2 separate regions of the Zea mays genome follow, and region 1 is linked to region 2. Evidence: chromatin contacts called from public Hi-C data. All regions are on one chromosome and are shown on one strand. The core of a region is the stretch at or near the end of the contact, and the rest is flanking DNA. Distances in the headings are between cores, read along the strand shown. Region 1 holds the start of LOC100217123 (Dolichyl-diphosphooligosaccharide--protein glycosyltransferase subunit STT3A). Region 2 holds the start of LOC100280280.

Evidence for each region. A called contact is a pair of places that touch in the nucleus more often than the background predicts.
Region 1: a contact with region 2 is called in a Hi-C map of tassel, with 2.1 times the contacts expected there. The contact joins the promoter of LOC100217123 here to the promoter of LOC100280280 in region 2. A contact is called at or near these places in 4 of 25 Hi-C or Micro-C datasets (bundle sheath, ear, leaf and 1 more).

Annotation. Positions count from the first base shown.
Region 1 is chr6:172,103,727-172,107,037 of Zm-B73-REFERENCE-NAM-5.0, reverse strand. LOC100217123 (Dolichyl-diphosphooligosaccharide--protein glycosyltransferase subunit STT3A) reads right to left here and starts at 2,052. Exons shown (of 23, transcript NM_001359623.1): 1 at 1,820-2,052; 2 at 1,655-1,717; 3 at 1,312-1,367; 4 at 1,133-1,204; 5 at 941-1,046; 6 at 202-252. The coding sequence starts at 1,951. LOC100194358 reads right to left here. Exons shown (of 3, transcript NM_001139393.1): 3 at 2,932-3,311. The coding sequence ends at 3,237.
Region 2 is chr6:171,522,979-171,526,347 of Zm-B73-REFERENCE-NAM-5.0, reverse strand. It overlaps LOC100280280, which reads left to right and starts at 1,645. Exons shown (of 13, transcript NM_001153208.1): 1 at 1,645-1,736; 2 at 2,111-2,332; 3 at 2,432-2,728; 4 at 2,806-2,973; 5 at 3,069-3,236; 6 at 3,332-3,369. The coding sequence starts at 1,698.

The sequences.
Region 1 (3,311 bases), core at 803-3,302, 580 kb before region 2:
ACTTATCTTTGCTACAATGTACATGGACAGTATAAAGCTGAAATGAACTGACAATAAATCTGGTTTGACTGAAGAGAATTTCTATTTCCATTTCATCATGAAAATTGCTAAATATCTATAAACCTCGGAAACATGTTTTGTACCAATTTAGCTTTTCCTTAATTGTGGTCAAAATTGGTATGAGTCATTAGCACAATTTACCATTGCTAAAATGGCTGCTGCCATTAATCCAGCTCCAGTACCTTTCGCTTCCTATAGCAGAATTCAAAGTAAGCACACAATTTGCAAATGGGTAAGAATCACTGGTGGAGCGGCTCAGAGGCAAAGGTGAGCCATCCCCCCTCTCTGCTAACACATTACCATGTAATAATTATTATATAATATAGATACACTAATTAAAGTGGAAAGGTAGGTTGATACTTGATCGAATGCTAATCTTTTTCTTTGATATATGTGATTACCAATTCCATGTAAGACAAGTTAGTAAGAAAACATACTAAAGCAGCGAAAAAAATCTATACATTAATTTGTACTAAAGAATCTAGCCCCCCACCCTTCACTTACTATAGCAGAATTCAAAGTAAGCACACAATTTGCAAATGGGTATTGGGTAAGAATCACTGGCAGAGCGGCTCAGAGGCAAAACTGAGCCATCCCCCCTCTCTGCCAACACATTACCGTGTAATAATTATTCTATAATATAGATACACTAATTAAAGTGGAAAGGTAGGTTGATACTTGATCGAATGCTAATCTTTTCTTCTTTGATATATGCAATTACCAATTCCATGTAAGACAAGATAGTAAGAAAACATACTAAAGCAGCAAAAAAAAATCTATACATCAATTAGCCCCCCCCCCCCCCCCCAATTCCACCCTCTGTCACTGGTAACATTAATGTGAGTTAATGTGAGAGCTCACATTTCCTTGAACAACCAACCTTTGTTAGCAGGTAGGTAGCCCATGATGCATTTGCTGAGAAAATTGGAGCTGTGAACACACAAACTGTCTCCACCGACAATGGGATGTTAAGAGAGTTCAGCAACCTAGTGGACCATTCAAATACTTTAGGCATATTGAATCAGAAGCAATGTAAATGTAAGACGGTAAATTGTGTCCCTTGATGGCATACCACCACATAGTTCCAGCAGTCAATGTCAACCCAGGATACACAGTGCCACCGATCACACGGCCAAGGGGGTACCTAAAGCAGCAGCAGCAGCAACAGCAACGAAATCAGCCGAGTAATTGATTCCTTCCACACAGAAATTGCGCAATACTAAATGGTTGATAGTTTGGAGCTGCCCTTACCATGTCCTATCATCAAACCAGTTCCAGAACTCATAAATTCCATTCTTGGACAGAAACTGTAACAAGAAGAAATTTAGACCAGATGTGACAGATGATCGTTTCAGCCAAAAAGTTATGCCCCTACGTGAGAGTCACTTTCTTTATCCTTCCACTCATTATCTCATAGTAAACTAAATCTAACACACAGCGCACAGCAGAAGAGTTGATTTTCAAAACCCAAAACCCTCCCAACACCGAAACACAGCATGAATATAGGCGCCGTAGTCTCCTACGGAAGCGAGCTCAGTTCCACATATAGCAGAACAGAAGGAAAAAGTTAAATGAATGGATCCGGCAACCAGACCTGAGTGACGCGGAAGTTGAAGTAGGGGTCGAACTCGTGGATCACGCTCTCGTACTTGATTACCTGCGCAGCAACAGGCATAACGCGTGAGCACACACACAATTCGGGGAGCGCTTTGCGAGCGCCGAACTGGATCTGGAAGCTCGGGGGCGAAACGGATCTTACAGAGAAGAGGCGGATCGAGAAGGCGACGACGCCGATGAGGAGAAGCGTGAAGGCGCAGAGCACGCCCCCGAAGGCGTTGCGGAGCCGCCCGCCGCCGCCGGCCGCTGCGGGGGAGACCTCGGGCTCCGCCATTGCGGCCTGCGTCCTTGGGGGTGTGTGTGTGGGTGGAAGTGGAACGCGCGGAAATCCGAGAGCTGGACCCAGGCGGAGACGAAGACCTCGCGATCGTGAACTTGGGTTGGGTGCTCCAGTCCCGTGCTACGACTCGGGATTTATTGAGCTTTTCGCGAGTAAGCCCCTGAGAACGCTTCTATTTGTCGGAACGGGGTTGTTTGATTGAATCCCGCTTCGGCCTACTATAATGCGCAGACACGGTGTGTCGTTGTAAATGTAATACTAGATCGATTTTTTTAGTTTGAATAGTAGGAGTATATTTTATTGAGATAACCAAAATTTTATTCGTGGCCATCGAACAGTCGAAGAGATGAAAATAGAAAACTACACACAATGATAAGGATACCATACCCTAGGGCTAATGTGAAAAATCTAGGCAAGCGACGATCGATACCGTTGGTATTTTCATCCATGGGCCTAGATTTCTCTTTTTTTTTGTCAAGAAAATGACTCCGCCTAATCGGTTCGATGACATGTTTTCCAGCACAGTAGCCAATCAGAAAGCCCCAAACAGCTAGGGACCACAGGAAACACCTTGGTGTACAAAACGGTATGCAATCCAGTGGCGTGGCTTGGTGAGCGCACTTTTTTTAAAAAAAGAAAAAGAAAGGAAAGAAGAACAAGAAGAAAGGTAAGCGTGAGCGGATAAACCCAAATTATATAGTGAACAGATATAGTGAAGGTGTCAATAGAAAAAAAAAATGCTTTCAATGTTTCAAGTTACAGGAAACGGTATTTCCTCGCTTCACCTTGAAATACCGTTTCCAGTACCTTAAAACCTTGTGAAAGCACCATTAGAGATTCAGAGTTTCGTTTCAGGCTTTCAGCCGAAAGCATCCAATCTCTTGCCTTGCAATTACCAACCTATGAGGCTATTAACACAACAAAATGACACAATTCATCCACTCAAAAAACACTCTAGATGACACGACACTCCTGAGAGCAACATATGATTTCTCGAAATTACACCAGCACTTTTTTTTCGAGGCCGAGGGAGAGACAGAAACAAGACATACACCATGGCCATTAACATACAACTGCCCTCATATGGACATGAGACAACATAACTTCGATTAAACGTGAAAATTGAATAATTTTAATGTTACACGCCAAAAGGAAGTTCACTCAGTAAGCTCTCAAACTTCAGCAAAATTTGCTGCTGAATCTTTGGCATGCTGGCATTCTCGAACAAGTAAACAGAAGAAACAGAGAATATTCCGGATGATTGGTTCTCATTGCCATATCAAATGCCAAATATCAAATCCATCACATTGGTTACAATTGATTTTGCTGGTGCAGCAACGCTGCCAGTTGCACG
Region 2 (3,369 bases), core at 396-2,895:
TCCGCCACTAACAAACAAGGTGTTGCTTAGTGAAAATAACATTTTACCATGCTATTTGCCTTTTGCGTTTAAAAGGTGGATAAGATATATAGTGACCAAGGTTCATCAAACTGAACAGTTCATCCGGCTTACCGGCCCGCTAATTGGTAATCGGTGCCTACCGGTAATACCGATACACCAGTTTTTGATTTAAAATTTGGAAAAACTTATAAATTTTGAAAACTTTTTATGCCAACTTTTGTATAGATACTATGAATTATTCATGAAAGTTACTTTACATGCAATACACCACTTATAAGTTGTCGTCTAGAAGTTCAGAATTTTTAAAAATAACTCATCCTTTCTATATTGTACAAGCGATGTTTTATGCGCTAGCCGAAACAAATACTAATTTGAACTGCATGCACCCCCAATAAAAATCTAAAAACTATATAACATTTTTTGAGCTCATATGACCCATTTATTTTTTTTTTGTCATGAAGACAAATAAAAAAATCAATTGATTTGCATGAATAATTTCACCTTCTATTGTATCTTCGATGTTATTTGTGAACTGTGAAATCGTGACATGAAAATATTTGAACAATGAAACTGTACCATGTAATACATTTGAACCTTTAAATATTGTTATTGGGCTTGTGATCACATTTATGCATTTTTTGTTTAAATTTTATGACATCAATGTGCTTTAGGGTGTGTTTGGTTTGACTTTTGGCTTTGGCTTTTGCCCCCTAAAAGCCAAAAGCCAACCAAAAGGCTGGATCCAGGAAGCAGCTTTTTCTAAAAGCCGACTTTCTTGTAGTGCAAATCTGAAAGCACCCCTGGACCTGCTTTTAGTGACTTTTCGGATGGAACTGTGAAAACATATATCGAAGAATTTTTAACGACTTTTAGTGGTTTCCACCGAACGGTTTTTAGCTTTTTAACATCTTACAGCCTACAACAGCTTTTTCCACAACTCACAGCCCACAACAACTTTTTTCACAGCCACAACCCAACCAAACAGACCCTTATTTGGCAAAAAAAAAGAGATTTGGTTTCTAACGTACCGCTGTCGGTTTATCAAATTAGTGACCGATTAATCGGTTGTATGGACCGATAAACTGTTCTAGAATTGGTCAAAATTAAAAACTGGTTTGTACTGGTTTATCATGGTTAATCGCAATAAATCGGTTATCGGCGCTGGCCGGTTTTTGACTCCCAACCGGTTTGTAAAACCCTGGTTTTGACTGCTCCGCTTCATATTTTTCAATTCCGCTTCATATTTTTTTCATCCAAACTAAAATGGCTTGCTTAGCTGGCCCAAGCTAGTGAGGCGAGGTGACGCATGTCGGACGAAACAACCAAAGAGATGCCCTAAAGCTATGACTAGTAGACAGTAGATCGTATATGATAGTATAAAATTCGAAATAAGCTATGACTAGTAAACCTTGTATTGTGCGATGCGATCGGAAACAAATGGGCCCGTGGTCCAGAAATGAAGCCTAAAGCGATGGAATCAACTTTCACTTAAGCCCACGGCTGATCCTCAAAAGGGAAAGAAAAACTTTAGGCCCACGGACCCAGCGGCCCAACGTGAGAGGCGGAACTCTTGGCCTTTTTCTCTCCACCCCAAAGCTTGTGCACGCGCGCACCGTCCCTCACCGCCGGCCTCTGCTCCTCTTCCGCCGCCGCAGGATCTCGTATCGCCGGAGACCATGTACCGCGCCGCCGGGAGCCACCTCCGCTCCCTCAAGGTTCCGCCCTCCTATTCTCCCCTGCCTTCCCCTTCCCCGTTGCATGCACGTCTCGATCCACTCGGGTATGATTGCACTTAGGTTAGATCCGAACGGGTCGCCTGAGTGTCGTTCTCATGTGGCGATGAATCAGAAGCTGGGTTCTTTACTCCTATTTCCTTGTAGGCACTAGGGAGTAGGGACACAGATGAAACGAATCCCATAAGAAAGAAATTCGGCAGGCAGCTTTGGTTGTTGTCCATTCTCAAATTTGTCTTGCAGTGTTAGATTTCACATACCCTTTGAGTTGTGTTTCCCACTTATTTGATGCTAATTGTTGACGCATTCTCTAGCCTGAAAGACATATTCCATTCTTGTATTGTTTTCATTTTCAGCATCATGGTGCTTCTAGGCTTGCCAGTACAAGTGTTGCGAAGCAGTCCTCAGGTGGTCTGTTCAGCTGGCTTCTTGGTGGAAAATCAAGCGAACTCCCTCCCCTTGATGTTCCACTCCCAGGCATTAGCATTCCCTCACCTCTACCAGATTTTGTAGAGCCATCTAAGACAAAAGTCACTACTCTTCCAAATGGCGTCAAGATCGCCTCGGAGACATCATCGGTACTGCCCTGCTCTCACATATGTTGAAGTTCTGGTTTTGTTTTGTTTTGTTTCCGTTCTTTTCCATGACATCAATGTTTTCTTATGGACTTAACTCAGAGCCCAGCAGCATCTGTGGGTCTGTACATTGACTGTGGTTCCATTTACGAAACACCTGCTTCATCTGGAGTATCACATCTGTTGGAGAGAATGGCCTTCAAGAGCACAGTGAATCGGACTCACTTACGGTTAGTTCGTGAGGTAGAAGCCATTGGAGGAAATGTCTCTGCATCAGCTTCCCGTGAACAAATGAGCTATACCTATGATGCATTGAAGAGCTATACACCAGAAATGGTTGAAGTTCTCATTGACAGTGTGAGGAATCCAGCATTCCTCGATTGGGAGGTCAAAGAGCAGGTACTTTATCACTGAAAATAAATTGAAGTTCTTTTTTTCATCCTTTTATGTACTAATGGCGTTCTTCGTTTCTACAGCTCCAGAACATAAAATCTGAAATAGCTGATGCGTCTGCTAATCCTCAAGGTCTACTTCTGGAGGCCCTTCATTCGGTTGGATATTCCGGGGCACTGGCAAAACCTTTGATGGCTTCAGAATCTGCTGTAAACCGGTTGGATGTTAGCAGCTTGGAGGAATTTGTTGCTGTAAGATTCAGTGATTTATTTCCCAAGTCAATGCTCAGTCATGAAAGCGTCTCTGTGACTTTTTTGTTTGTTATGATAAATTATGATAAATGTAGGAACATTACACTGCTCCCAGGATGGTTCTTGCAGCATCAGGAGTTGATCATGATGCGCTGATTTCAGTTGTAGAACCACTTCTGTCTGACCTTCCGTGCGTGAAACGTCCTGAAGAGCCAAAATCTGTGTACGTGGGAGGAGACTATCGCTGCCAAGCAGATTCTCCAGTGAGTTGTTGGCATTGCATTATTAATTTATTATTCTTGAGGGGTTATGAATGATTTACTTCAATTATGCTTAAAATTGGATTCATTGGAAACAGAACACACACATCGCACTTGCTTTTGAGGTGCCAGGTGG